2 separate regions of the Mus musculus genome follow, and region 2 is linked to region 1. The links are chromatin contacts, called in public Hi-C maps. All regions are on one chromosome and are shown on one strand. Each heading gives the region's core, a stretch centred on a gene start, on an enhancer-like site or on the middle of the called end of the contact. The rest is flanking DNA. Distances are from core to core; before and after follow the strand shown.

Evidence for each region. A called contact is a pair of places that touch in the nucleus more often than the background predicts.
Region 2: a Hi-C map of rod photoreceptor shows a contact between it and region 1, with 2.5 times the contacts expected there. The contact joins two enhancer-like sites. A contact is called at or near these places in 10 of 39 promoter capture datasets (3T3-L1-derived adipocytes, cranial neural crest, embryonic stem cells and 6 more), 1 of 15 datasets of contacts at CTCF or cohesin (large pre-B cells), 14 of 484 Hi-C or Micro-C datasets (the BV-2 cell line, CD8 T cells, the CH12 cell line and 8 more), 21 of 115 datasets of contacts at active chromatin or transcription factors (the 230-238 cell line, astrocytes, bone marrow-derived dendritic cells and 15 more) and 2 of 9 other capture datasets (adipose tissue and macrophages).

What each region holds. Positions count from the first base shown.
Region 1 is chr2:5,433,552-5,439,902 of GRCm38.p6, reverse strand. All of the region lies in intron 3 of Camk1d (calcium/calmodulin-dependent protein kinase ID), which reads left to right. Among named protein-coding and RNA genes, the nearest start is that of Gm36853, 46 kb to the left of the region's middle. Within about 2 kb of position 4,067, at least 20 of the 459 cell types and tissues checked have an H3K27ac peak or open chromatin away from gene starts, as enhancers often do. A contact at or near this core is called in bone marrow-derived macrophages and rod photoreceptor, where this site is marked.
Region 2 is chr2:5,704,090-5,710,440 of GRCm38.p6, reverse strand. The region is part of intron 1 of Camk1d (calcium/calmodulin-dependent protein kinase ID); the gene reads left to right. Among named protein-coding and RNA genes, the nearest start is that of Camk1d, 7.5 kb to the left of the region's middle. Within about 2 kb of position 3,685, at least 43 of the 459 cell types and tissues checked have an H3K27ac peak or open chromatin away from gene starts, as enhancers often do. A contact at or near this core is called in bone marrow-derived macrophages and rod photoreceptor, where this site is marked.

The sequences.
Region 1 (6,351 bases), core at 2,818-5,317:
GTCTTTGTCTTTACAAAGAGTTTACACAGAACTGCATCAGCCCTGATCCACTGTAGCATCCCTGACCTCTTAGCCCACTTCTCTCTTGCTTTTATTCAGCTGCATCCAGACCAGATTCTTTGTTGTTCCTCAAGTGATCTGAGCTTACCACTAGTAGAGATTATCCATCTATCTATCTATCTATCTATCTATCTATCTATCTATCTATCTATCTATATCTGTCTATCATCTACTATCATCTATCTGTCCACCCATCCATCCATCATCTTGTGTGCACACATTACATGTGAAGGTTAGAGGACAACTTTCAGGAGTTAGCTCTCTTTTCCACCATGTAGGGCCAAGGGTTTCAACCAGGTTATCAGGCTTGGTGGCAAGTCTTTTACCAGATGATCCATTTTACTGACCTACCCTCAGATTGCTTGATGTTCTCATGGAATGCAGGGGATGCTGGGACTTCTGCTAGATGCCATTTTTTAAAAAAAGTATTCCACCAGCTCACTTGTTTAAAGCCTCAGTTTCCTTCCTTAACTCCTACAGTAGCCAAGTTTATGTCCTGTCTCTTCCTTCAGCATCATTTCTCTCTATAGCACTTGACATCCTCAGAAAGGTTACTCTTTTCTTTGTACTCCATGAGAGTGGTAATTGCACACTGTGTGGAACACTTAATAGATATTTGTTCTGTACTCAGCTTTCTCTTCAGATTGTACAAGTCTTCTACTTTGTAAATATCTGTTCAGAGGCTGGACAGATTGCTCAGTGGTTAAGAACACTCTTGTTCTACCAGAGGATCTGAGTTCTGTTCACAGCACCCATATTGGGCAGCTCACAAATGCCTTTAACTCCAGCTTCAGGGGCTCTTGACTCCCTCTTCTGTCCTCTGGAGGTACCTGTACCCATGTGCATTACCCCTGCATACATACTAGCACATAGTTAAAGGGAAAGAAATCATTAAAAATAAATCTTTGTTCAACTTAAATCATATAGAAAAGGAATGGTGATTCATAAATACAACTGGCTTTCTTACTTAATCTTTACAACAAACTTGAGAAGTTGTATATTACAACTTTACATGGAGAAACTGGCCAGAGAGATCGAAACATTTGATTAAGGCAGCAAGTAACCCACTATGTACTCTTGACCAGTGCAGTATAATGTTCTGGTGATGTATTTGAAGGAAAAAAAGGGAATAGTTCATTCAATAAATATTTTTAAAGCATAAGAGAAAGATTATTTAATACTATCATAGGAATTTGCCTGAATAATCTTATTTTATTCACAATTACTCTGCCATGTTTCCTTGTGTAATTTGTAAAGAATGATGACTATGAGTGGTTTCTGTCAGTACAATGATTGGCTTTACCATGGGTTTTCTAGGTGAGATCCAAATATCTTAACATTTCTTTCATCCCATGATAGTAAATATATATAATATAACCAGATACCTGCTGAGATTGAAAAACCTAAGAATTAAACATATACTCTTTGAAGAATATTCATTTGGTTTCCATGTAGCCGAGGACATGAACATATATGCAGTTTCCAGGAGAAAATGTGTCTTATCTACTGTGCTGGCTTGTGTAGGTGTTTTCAGGGTGGGGTCACCAATGTTAGCTTTTATGGGGATATTGCATTCATAATTTATACCCTATGTTCTCAAAACTATTTTTAATTAGAACACATTATCACTCTCAATAGAAAGCCTTCAGTGTGTAAGTAGCCAAGCATAATAATGAAGGAAAATTGTGTTTCTGAATATAATACCTTAATATATTTACATATAAATTACTGAAATCTTATCTTCATTCACCACAGACAGTTAATTAAGAACTCTGTAGGATTGTAGTTCTGTTCAATATTAGGTGAGTAGTTAGGAGGTTTTATGGCATAAGACATAGATAATCCTCTTTAGCAGCTTTTTGTAGATGGGCAATGACCTACTATGACTGCTTCCTTTCAGAATTGTACTCTGTGCTCTGAGGAGGCCTCCCCCATGGAGGGTGATAACGAGTTAGGCTGGGCTGACAGAGGTGCCTATGCTCCTGGCAGAAGATCTAGTGCAAACAGAAGCATTATTAAGGAGACTGTGAGGGACAGAGTACATCCTGGGAGTGGCGGAGCTTGTGTGAGGCTGAGTCTGGAAGAGGTTGAGCCTGTGAGGGACTCAGTCTATAGGGCTTGGTCTGTGAGCAGTTTGGTCCTTTGGGGCTTCAGCTTGCCTGGGTTGGGGAGTTGTAGGAAATTACAAGCAGATACCAACTTGGCACTTCAGGCTACTGCTGCTCATCCATCACTCCCCAGGATTGAGAAAATACTACTGGGATATAAAGGCTTAGAAGGTTGCAAAGACAAAAACCATAGTGGTCCAATATAATCTTGAGCAAGTGTTATTAGACTCAACTCTTTTATCTTTTTTAGTACAAGAATTTATAGCTATAATGTCTTTATTTCCAAGGGCTTAAAGCTGAACTTAAGACCTCATTCTTGCTAGATAGGAACTCATCACTCAGCTTTATACTTTAGGCAGTATAAACATACTCGTTAAAGGATTTTTTTAATATTAATTTGTGTGTGTATGTGTGTGTGCACGAGCACCTGTTTGTCTATTATGTGCTATGCCCATGTAGTGCCCTCTAGAGGCCCCAGAATAGAGTAATGGATCCTTGGACCTGGAATTACAGGCAGCTGTAAGCCACCCAAGTGGCTGCTGGAAACCAAACCTAGGTCCCCCGCCAGAGCAGCAAGTACTTTCAGACACTGAGCCACCTCTCCAGCCCCAACATCTTACATGGTTTTTGCTCCAAGCCATACACTTTGGTAGCTATGCTTTCATTTAAATTTGTCTCTCAGTTTTTCTTGTTATTTCTTCCATGGCCCTCCGGTTGTTTGAGAGTGTTCTGCTTGGTTTCTATATTTTTGAATTTTCTAGTTTTCCTTCTGTTGGTTTCTGGTTCCTGTCCCTTGTGAGGGAAACAGATACTGTGCAGGATGTCAGTCCTTTAACAATGTACTAAGCCTTGCTTTGTAAGCCTATGGCTTACCCTGGAGAATATCCTGGTTCTCCTTGAGAGAGAAAAGTGCTTCTGCTGTTGCTGGCTGGAACTCGTCTGTCTGCCAGGTCCTGTTGGTCTGCAGTGGGAGGTTCTGCATTGCTTTTGTGATATTCTGTTGTATTGTCCCATCTTCTACTGAAAAGCCATTGTCAAAGTCTCCTGCTGCTGCTGAGCCGTTTCTCTGTTGGGTTCCCACTGGTGCTTGCTTCACATATTTCAGAATCCAACATTACCCCTAGCTCATTTATTTAATTTTTGTGCTTCCCTTTGGGAGATACACTACCATTGGTTAATTTGTCTCTTGTAGCAGCTTTTAGTTTCCTGTCATCATGCTGTAAAGATATTTTTTTCTACTTTGAATATATTTTATAGTACTTTTATAAATACCCTATTTAACCCAGTCTATGTGACAAATACCTTTAACTACAAATTAATGATATCTTAAATTGTGCAGTTTTAAAATGGCTTAACTCTTTTGAAGAGTGGTTTTCTGAGGACTACGATGGCTTTGTGTTAAGCAAATGCTGTACCACCAAGCTGTAACCCCCCCCCCCCCCCCCACTGCAGATAGAAACCACCATGGACTTCCTAAAAGCAACATCTGACCGCTAGGTCTCTATTTTGAGAAGCCATAGAAGTGCATAAGGAGAAGAAATGGGCGAAGTATCCATGGGCGTGGTGTGTAAAGCTTCACATCACTCGTTTATTCACTTCCCAATTGCACAGGCAATCTGTTTCCCTGAAGCATTCGTGTCGTAACTGAGAGTCAGCAGGCTCAGACATGGAAAGATGCAGAAATATGGAAGGAGCCAAGGCTGACTTTGTCGTTTCCAGGTCCCTGGCAGACTGAAAACTTGGAGCTCGTACCCAGAGCACCCACATGGTCATACATTTCAGAGCTTATTAGATTAAACATTCTGGTTTGAGCTGCTCCAGGACTGACACTTCTTGTGAGGGCTTAATCCAAAGAGCAGGCTCTGCTCTGACCCAGCCAGTGTGCTCATGCCGCGCACAGATTCCGCGTTTGAGTTCCTACTGAGGGTGTCTCCTCTCAGCATTCCTGTTTCGAAAACGCTCAGCTCTGGCTTCTTGTAAACCCTCTTCTTCCTGCTGAGTACCACAGCTCTCTGGATCTGCCACAGCACCACAGGGGCTTCTTAGTGCTCTTCTTCTATCACACAGCCCTCTTCTGCACCCCAGCACCTCCATCTGGCTACCTTGTCACCCTTCACGGAAGCTGTCTACTCCGTTAGGCATTCCCTATAATTATTGTGTGCTGTAATCACTCCTGTAGACTGTGATCCCAGAGAGCTCGTCTTAGAGAAGTCATCTCTTTCCTGAAATTCTACAACCTTCATCTGCACTTATCATTATGCATCATCTCATTCATTCATTCATTCATTCACTCACTCAAGAAGTATTTTTTGAGCCCCTATCACATGCCTGGTATTATTAGATGGGAGTCATGTAAGTGTTTCTGTTCAGATGGACTCAGACACCCAGAAACCATACAGTTTTGAGGGGAGAAAGTATTCCAGTGGAAGGGCATCCAGAGACTCAGGAACCCAGGGCCCACACAGCTCTGAGGTGAGACAGTGACCCAAGGGAAGGGCATCCTGAGACACAGGAGCTCAGGAACTACATAGCTCTGAGAGGAAGCCTCCTCAGCAGAGGTGTTGCAGCTCCCACGAGAGGGTCTGCCAGTGGAAGGGCATCCAGAGACTCAGGGACCCAGAATCCACACAGCTCTGAGGTGAGACAGTGTCCCAGTGGAAGGGCATCCTGAGACACAGGAGCTCAGAGACCTCATAGCTCTGGAGGAAGCTTCCTCAGCAGAGGCATTGCAGCTCCCAGGGGAGGGTATCTCCAGCTGAGCTAAGGTGCTGAGGAGCCTCAGCTCTGCTCTGCTCTGCTCTGCTCGCCTTGTCTCGTCTCATCTCTTCATTATTTCTTTTTTTATTTTGCTTGGCTTCTTCTAATGAGAGAGTCATACCAGACAGGAAATCTCATGAAAAATATTTATTGGAGGGTCCAGTGTGTGGAGGGATGAATCCAGGGATAGCTGCCCTATGCTCCCAAGAGTGGGAAGCAGGGGACTAGACAAAGGGGCGGTGCTTATATAGGATTTCTGAGGAGGCGGAGCTTCTCAGGGCAGAGATTTCCACAGTGGGGATTGGTGAGATTTCAAGTCCTGAATTTGGGGAGCTCAGGGATTGGTGGATTTTCCTGTTTAAGGATTGGTCGGTTTCTACTCAGGGATTGGTAGGTTTTTGTGGGAAACTCAGGAATTGGTGGCTTTTTCACACACACCTCCCTTTTCCTGTACCAGGTCCATGGGTTAGGGGGGGAAGTCCTTCCTGGCTTTTGCTGAGGTGCCATCTCTGTAGGGCTGCTGGGGCAGGGGCAGGGGCGGGGGCTGGAGAGGAGGTGCTGCCTCTGTGGACAACTCCTGTGGGACAGCTCCTGCAGTGGTGTTTTACCAAGGCTGTAGCTGAGGCAAGAAAGAAAGTGTAGCCACCATGGACAGATCTTGAGGGGCAGCTTCTGCTGAGGCAGGACAGGAGACAGGCCACCATAGACAATTCCTGCTGTGGCTGCAGGCTGAGGAGACTTCCTGGTACAGCCATTTTGACAAGAGCCACCATTTTGACATGAGCCACAGGAGCTGCCATTTTGGAGAGCTTCCCTGGGACATTTTACTGCAGCGCCATAAGCTGGGGCAGGAAGGAGGGGCCTGACACTGCTTTGATGTTTTTTTGTGGTACAGTGGATTTTGTGGTGCACCCTCAGGGATTACAGGGTGGAATATAACAATGAACAAATGTTCTATACATACGAAGCTTACATAATGGGAGGAGAAGGAGACAGCAGTCAAACAGCTTAATAAGTAATTCAGTATGCACAGGGAACTACTAAAGTCTATAGAGAAATGCTGGAAGGTGGGTAGATAGAGCAAAATGACATGGTGACATCTGAGTGGAGACCTGTAAGAGAGACCTGTTCCAGGCCTGTGATCCATGGAAGCTGGGATTGGGGGACAGGAAGTGGGGCCAGGCTCATACCTCAAAGCCAGCCTCTACTGACATGCTTCCTCCAGCAAGTCTCTACCTCCTAAAGGTTCCTTTACTCCTTAAACAGTGCCACCTACCAGGGACCAAGTATTCAAATACATGAGCCAATGGAGGACAATTCTCCTTCAGTCCCATGTAGACTGGCACCCCAGGTATATACAGCAGGACTTCTCATGCTTCACAAAAGTAAAGGGACATGCCATCAAATGACAATCAAACCACACGAA
Region 2 (6,351 bases), core at 2,436-4,935, 270 kb before region 1:
GCCAGAGAACAATCTTGGCTGTTTTTCCTCAGGGCCCACCCCCCTCTCCATTGAGATAGGCTCTCCCATTGGCCTGGAACTCACCAGGCGAGGCTGTCTGAGCAGCAGGCCCTCGGGACCAGCCTGAGTATTGCCTCTGCTTCTCTAGCTGCCTTACAAATGCGTGCTACCAGGCCTAGCATTTGATTTTTATTATTTAATTTTTTTAGAAAAATATGGGTTCTGGAAATTGGGCTCAGGCCCTCATGTTTACAAGACAAACACTTTACTGACAGGACTATTTCCCCAGCCACAGAGATCCCCTTTAGCACCTTCTGAAGAAAACAGGAACTTCACGTCTACCATTTGGAGAGCGGTAGAGGGGAGGTTCTCAAATGCCCTGACAACCCAATATTTTGTGGTCCACTTGTATCTGGAAGGCGCTTCTAATTGTTGCTCCTTGGAGTTTGCCTTGTGTGACCAGGTGCACCTCATTTCTATTTAAGTGTGTGTGTGTGTGTGTGTGTGTGTGTGTGTGTGTGCAGGTGAGTGAGCACATGTTGTGAGTGCATTTGGAAGTAGACCTTGGATCCTGGCTTTTCCTTGGCCTGGAGTTTACCCATTAGCTGGATTAGCTGGCCAGGGAGCCCAGATATCTGTCTGTCTCTACAGCATGGTGTTCTAAGCAGCATAAACCCCAGCTTTTCCCTGGGTGCTGGGGCTCAAACACCTCATGCTTGTGCATCAAGCTCTGTATCAACCCCGTGCCATCTTCCCAACCCTGTGGAGGGACTTTTTTTCCTTTGAAAGACAGGTTTTCTTTGTGCAAGATCTTTGGCTGTCCTGGACTTGAGTTGTATACCAGGCTGGCCTTGAACTCACAGACATCTGACTGCCTCTGCCTCCTAGGTGCTGGGATTAATGGCATGCACCATTAGGTTCGATGGCTATGGAGGGATATTTTTATGACCATTCAAGCCATGGATGAAACAGCCCAGACCAGCTGCTTATCTCGAATAGAGGGAGTGGCAGTGAATCTATTTCATTAATCAAGTGCCCGCTGGGTGCTGCTTTAGGAGGCGAATAAATGAATATTTCTATGGGTCCAGGAACCATCTTTCCCACCTGTCCTATCCACACACTGCTCACTGAACATACCTGCTGAGGCCAAAAGTGAGTTGTCTGAAATCCTAGATGGGACATAGGTTTCTCTTTTCTTTTGGTGGGAGTGGGGGGCCTGGGGGACAGGATGGGGGGTTCCCTTGCAAAGCTACTTGGTTCGGTTTGCATAGTGGCACCATTGGTTACACTGCTGCATCTGAGGTCAGTCGGATCCTTAGCATCTGTGTAGAGCGTCTGGAAGCCTAGCAAGGGAGGAGGCCTGCCTCTCCGGGGGCTTGGCTCTCAGGCTTGTTTGGAGGTATGACATCGATTTGGTTTACATCTCTAAGGTTGCCTTTGAGATGAAAGCCTGCTATGTTCTAGATTCTTGGCTTTGCTGTGATGAAAACTGACTTTCAGGCCTGAGAGCCAAAGTTGGGATGTCCCTACCGTGCCCCAGGGGAGTGCAGCCAGTTCAGCGGGATGGGGAGGTAACTGTGGTACCGAGCTCTGGTTCCTATGCTTTAGCTGAGTGGGATCTGGGTGCTGAACTCTGGGCTTCTTCCCAAAGGGGTTGATGAGGGTCTCAAGCCTCACTTTGCGGTTTAAGCTGGTCACTGAGTGCACAGTAGCTGTGCTTGGCTGGTCTCAGGTGGACGCCCGTGTGCTCCCAGGAGAGGACTTGGTCTCAGGTGGACGTCCATGTGCTCCCAGGAGAGGACTTCAGGGGTTAACCTGTTGGGCTTTCCTTTGGTTGGGTCTCCATAAATCCCTCTAATCTCTCCTTTCCCCAGATAAATCTCCTAAATCCCCCTCCAATCTCTCTCCTCCCTCTTTTCTTCCTCTCCCCTCTCTGAAGGCTTAGGTGGTAGCTCAGTAGGGAATTGTCATATTATTGGTCATCTTGCCAGAGGCTGTCAGGTCACTGGACCGCAGGGACCAGCAGGGAATCCAAAGGCCACTGTGTACACGTCCCTTTAATTAGGGAAGGGATTTCTGAGAGGTGGCTATGAAAGACCGATGGCATAGGCATCTGACCAGGTTTCTTTTCTGACTCAGTATGGCCAATTCAGTGCTTATGTAGTTAAAGCAGGAGGACGTGTGGACTCTGGGAGGGATGCCAGCACTTTTTTTTTTTTTTTCAGTTATGCCCTTATGACTTTCTATGGTGCTGGAGAGTATTTCTTCTTTTGGGTTTGACTAGATCCTATTTGATTTTTAAAAGAAAGTTTATTATACACTGTATATACACTGTATATACAGTGTATACAAAGTTCCCCATTCAGCCTCAAATCCTAGCAAGAAGAACCTCCAAATGCACGCCCTAGTTGGTCGAGTTCATCCTGTGGCAGACCACATTGATTCCACAACTTTAGCCCTGTGCTATGTGTGTTTCACCGGGACCAAAATAAACCTCCTGTGTGTGTGTGTGTGTGTGTGTGTGTGTGTGTATGTGTGTGTGTGTGTGTGTGTGTGTAGGCCTGAGATCATGCAAGGATATAGGTCTTCAGGTGTTGTCTGTCCAGCTGGTTTAAGAGACAGAGCTTGCCACCACTGGGTTAGAACTCACTAGGAAGGTTAGTTTGTCTGGCCTAGGACCCACCTGGTTTTCTGTTTCCCCAACCTTGGGAACCATACCTGGCTTTTAAATGTGGGTTCTGGGCATCCAACTCAGGTCTTCCACGTTCCCAGCCATCTCTGCAGCCCTACAGATTCTATTCTTGGTTCACACTGTGTCTTGGGGACAAGTGTTTAAGATAGATGATTTGCTGAACCTGGGAAGGGGAGGCAATAAAAATGAAATAGGAAGTTCACATCAGCACAGCTGTTGGTAGCTCAGAGACACTAGGTGTTTCCTTAATCCTTCTGGGTTTAGGTGGAGATAGAAGTTACCACCTCTTGGATTGTTATAGGGGATTCAATTCCACAAAATTGGGATTGGATAAACAGGAGCTGTGATATACCTAAGGTTCATCAAGGCTAGGACCAGTGAGAAGAGCATGCTGGTGTCTGCTGGAAATTAATTTTTGGATGCTCTTGTTGCAAATACGCAGAATGTGTATTTAACCTTTCAGAAAATTAATTTAAGCAGCCACAGATAAACTCTCTCATTCAGCCAGAGGAGAACACCTGCTAATTGTTCTTCAAGGTACAGCTATAAACATGGTTTAGAGATTGCCTGGGAGGCTTCATTGTTTCCTAGCTGTGTGGTTTTTGGTCTTTCTTGACCATTCTGAGCCCTCTGGCCTCCTCCATAAAATCAGGCAGTGAACAACCCAATAGGAGGGTAGCAATGAAGATGAGGTGAAGGGTGGAGCAAAACCACCAAGAACACTGTGTGAGTTTGAGCTCAGTGAACGGCAGCTCTCTGTCATTAGCCCCTGCTCCTCAGAGGCTGTTTGTAGGTCTGAAGACTGTCCTGGACCATTCACAGTTTTTGCCAGCAGGAGGTGATTAAACCATATAGTGCCAGCATTAACCAAAAGACTCAGCTTGAAAGTCCTCTCCAGGCCAGCCCGTGAGCGGGAGCGGGGTGACCTACTTTGTTACCATCCCTTCCTCTGGCTGGCTAACCAGATTTGCCTCTCTGCTTCTCTTCCTGTTTCCTGAGCTGAGTTTGAAAACTCAGTCTACATCAGCTGGTGCAAGAGGCTTCTTAGAGACACACTGCAGTCTTTATGCTGCTGTCATGTTTCCTCAGCATTAGTATGCTGTTCCTTTAGGGCAGTTGTTTGTTTCCACCTTGTATCTTATTGCAAGTAATGCATATGTGTATGTGCATACATACATAAAAACTTTTTTTTTTGTGGTACTGCAAATGGAATCTCTTAAGATCTTGTGCACGAGCTGTATCTGCAACTCTGAGAACAGTATTTTTAATTTGATGACTGAAGTCACTCACCTAAAAATGTCATTTCATCACAGACTTGCATAGTTTACAATCTTTGGGGTGGAGGAGGTAGCTCATTTGGAACTACCTTAGTTAGAACCCCAGAACTCACCAAAAATTTCTGGGTTTGTAATCCCACACGTGTCTTTAATCCCAGCACTGGGGAGGAAGGTACTGGTGTATTCCTGGGTCATTCTGGCCTGCTAGCCTAGTTTACTTGATGATTTCTAGGCCAGGGAGAGACCCTGTCTCAAAAATATGGTGGATGGTACCTAAGGAATGACACTGAGGTTGTCTTTTGGCCTCCACACACATGTTCACATATGTTCACATCCACCCACATGCATATGTGCACCTGCACACATACAAACATTCACGTGCAGCTATGCAGTGTATCTTAGTTCCTTTTCCTGCTGATGAGAAAAAAATTATCCTGACAAAATGAACTCAATGGAGAAAGGGTTCATTTTACCCTTCAGTTCCATCATACAGTCAATGATTGGGGGGGGGGGGGTAGTCAAAGCATCAGGCACTCAAAACAGCTGGTCACAACCACATCCATAACTGGAAGCAGAGAACAATAAATGCATGCTGCTATTTTGCTTCCATTCTCATCTATGAAGTCTAGGGAATGGTGCTACCCATGGTAGATAGGTCTTCCCACCCCAATTATGAAGTCTAGGGAATGGCGCCACCCATGGTAGACAGGTCTTAATGCAGTAAAGATAATTCCCCAGAGACAACTTGATTCTAGATTCTGTCAAGTTGGCAGTTGACACTAACATCACACACAGACACAAATAGAACCTCTGACATTACTAGGGATGGGAATCCAAATGATAGACAAGTGTTCTGCCACTGAGCTAGTCCCCAGGTCATTGCATAGTTTAACATATCTATGTATTGCATTAATTTTAGTGTGGTTCGAGATGGTACAGGGCACTTATATACATCATATAAGCACAGGGAAAATTTTGTTATAAGCTGTCCTTGTTGAGGGTCTTCAGATAGGAAGTTGGAGAAAATCTTAAAAGCTCTGAATTTCTTAGGATGTGGGTTCTAAGCTTTGGAGCTGGGTTCCAAATTGGGTGTTGTCCCTCTTGACTGTTTCTGTAGCCTGTTTGTGGTCAGTGTCTGGTTGTAGTCATGATCTGCTGGGAACTTGACTATTCATGCTCGACCTGTTGAGAGGATTTTCTCTGTCTTTCATGAGCACACCTTGGATTGCTGGAACCAGTTTTGCTATAAGTTGGATTGAGTGTTATAAATGGAATCCTGAAAGCACTGTATTAAATAAAACCTCAGGCAGCCCCTGGAAGAGGAAGTTGTTGGTTAATGAGTCCCTTGTTATAGGCCACATATAGGCCTTGTTATAGGCCACATAATTGGTAAAAAGCATCAAGGACTGTGATTGCCTTGATTGCCTAAGTGAGGCTGCCCTCGAACTAGACAAGGTCTATTTTAAGACTTCCTTCTAAGCTTTCACGGCTGTTTTCTGATGTATATTTTCTCTAGGAAGTCAACTTTGTATGGTAATTATTATCTTGCTCAGGCCTAGGGAGAACCCTGGAGCCCATGAGAATGCAAGGGACTTGGTGGTTAGTAAAGGTGAACATAGTGTGGGCTTTCTGTGGCCCTTTTGGCCCCTTTTACAACTGTGATATAATAACAAGACTTCACATTTGTTTCCTGTTATTTCCGTTTCAACAATTGTGGTTAAATAGTAACATAGACCTTAACCATTGCAGCCATTTCTAGTTGTAGACTCTACTTTCAGAACATCCGTGTTGGGCAACCACCACCACCATCCACCACCATCCATCTATAGAATTTTTCACTCTTCCCAAATGGGACCTTTGTACTCATAACCAATCATGTTCTCTTTCTGTCCCCCAGGTCCCCAACAGCCAACATCCCACATTTGGTCTCTCTGCTTTTGAGTTCTTTAACATGCCTTCCATGAGTGGACTCACGGCCTTGTATGTTTAAGCTTATTTTACCTAGAGTGTCACATTTGCCTAAGCTGTAGTAGGCATTGGGATTCTCCAGCCTGTAAGGCAGTCATAGTTCACTGTATGGATGTACTACATTTTTTTGCTTATCTTTTTATCAATAGACCAGTACAGTTTTTACTTCTTGCAACTGTGAATAATGCTTCTATCAACCTGGATATGCAAGTCTCTCCTTAAGACCGTGTTTTCAGTTCTTTGGGGGCACATATACAGAAATGTCAGTGTTGATTAACTAATGCTTCATTCATATAGTCCTATGCTTCATTCATACACACACACACACACACACACACACACACACACACACACACACACGTGTGTTATCTATCTATTCTTTTGGGGGGTGGTTAGTTTTCCATTTATTTCAAG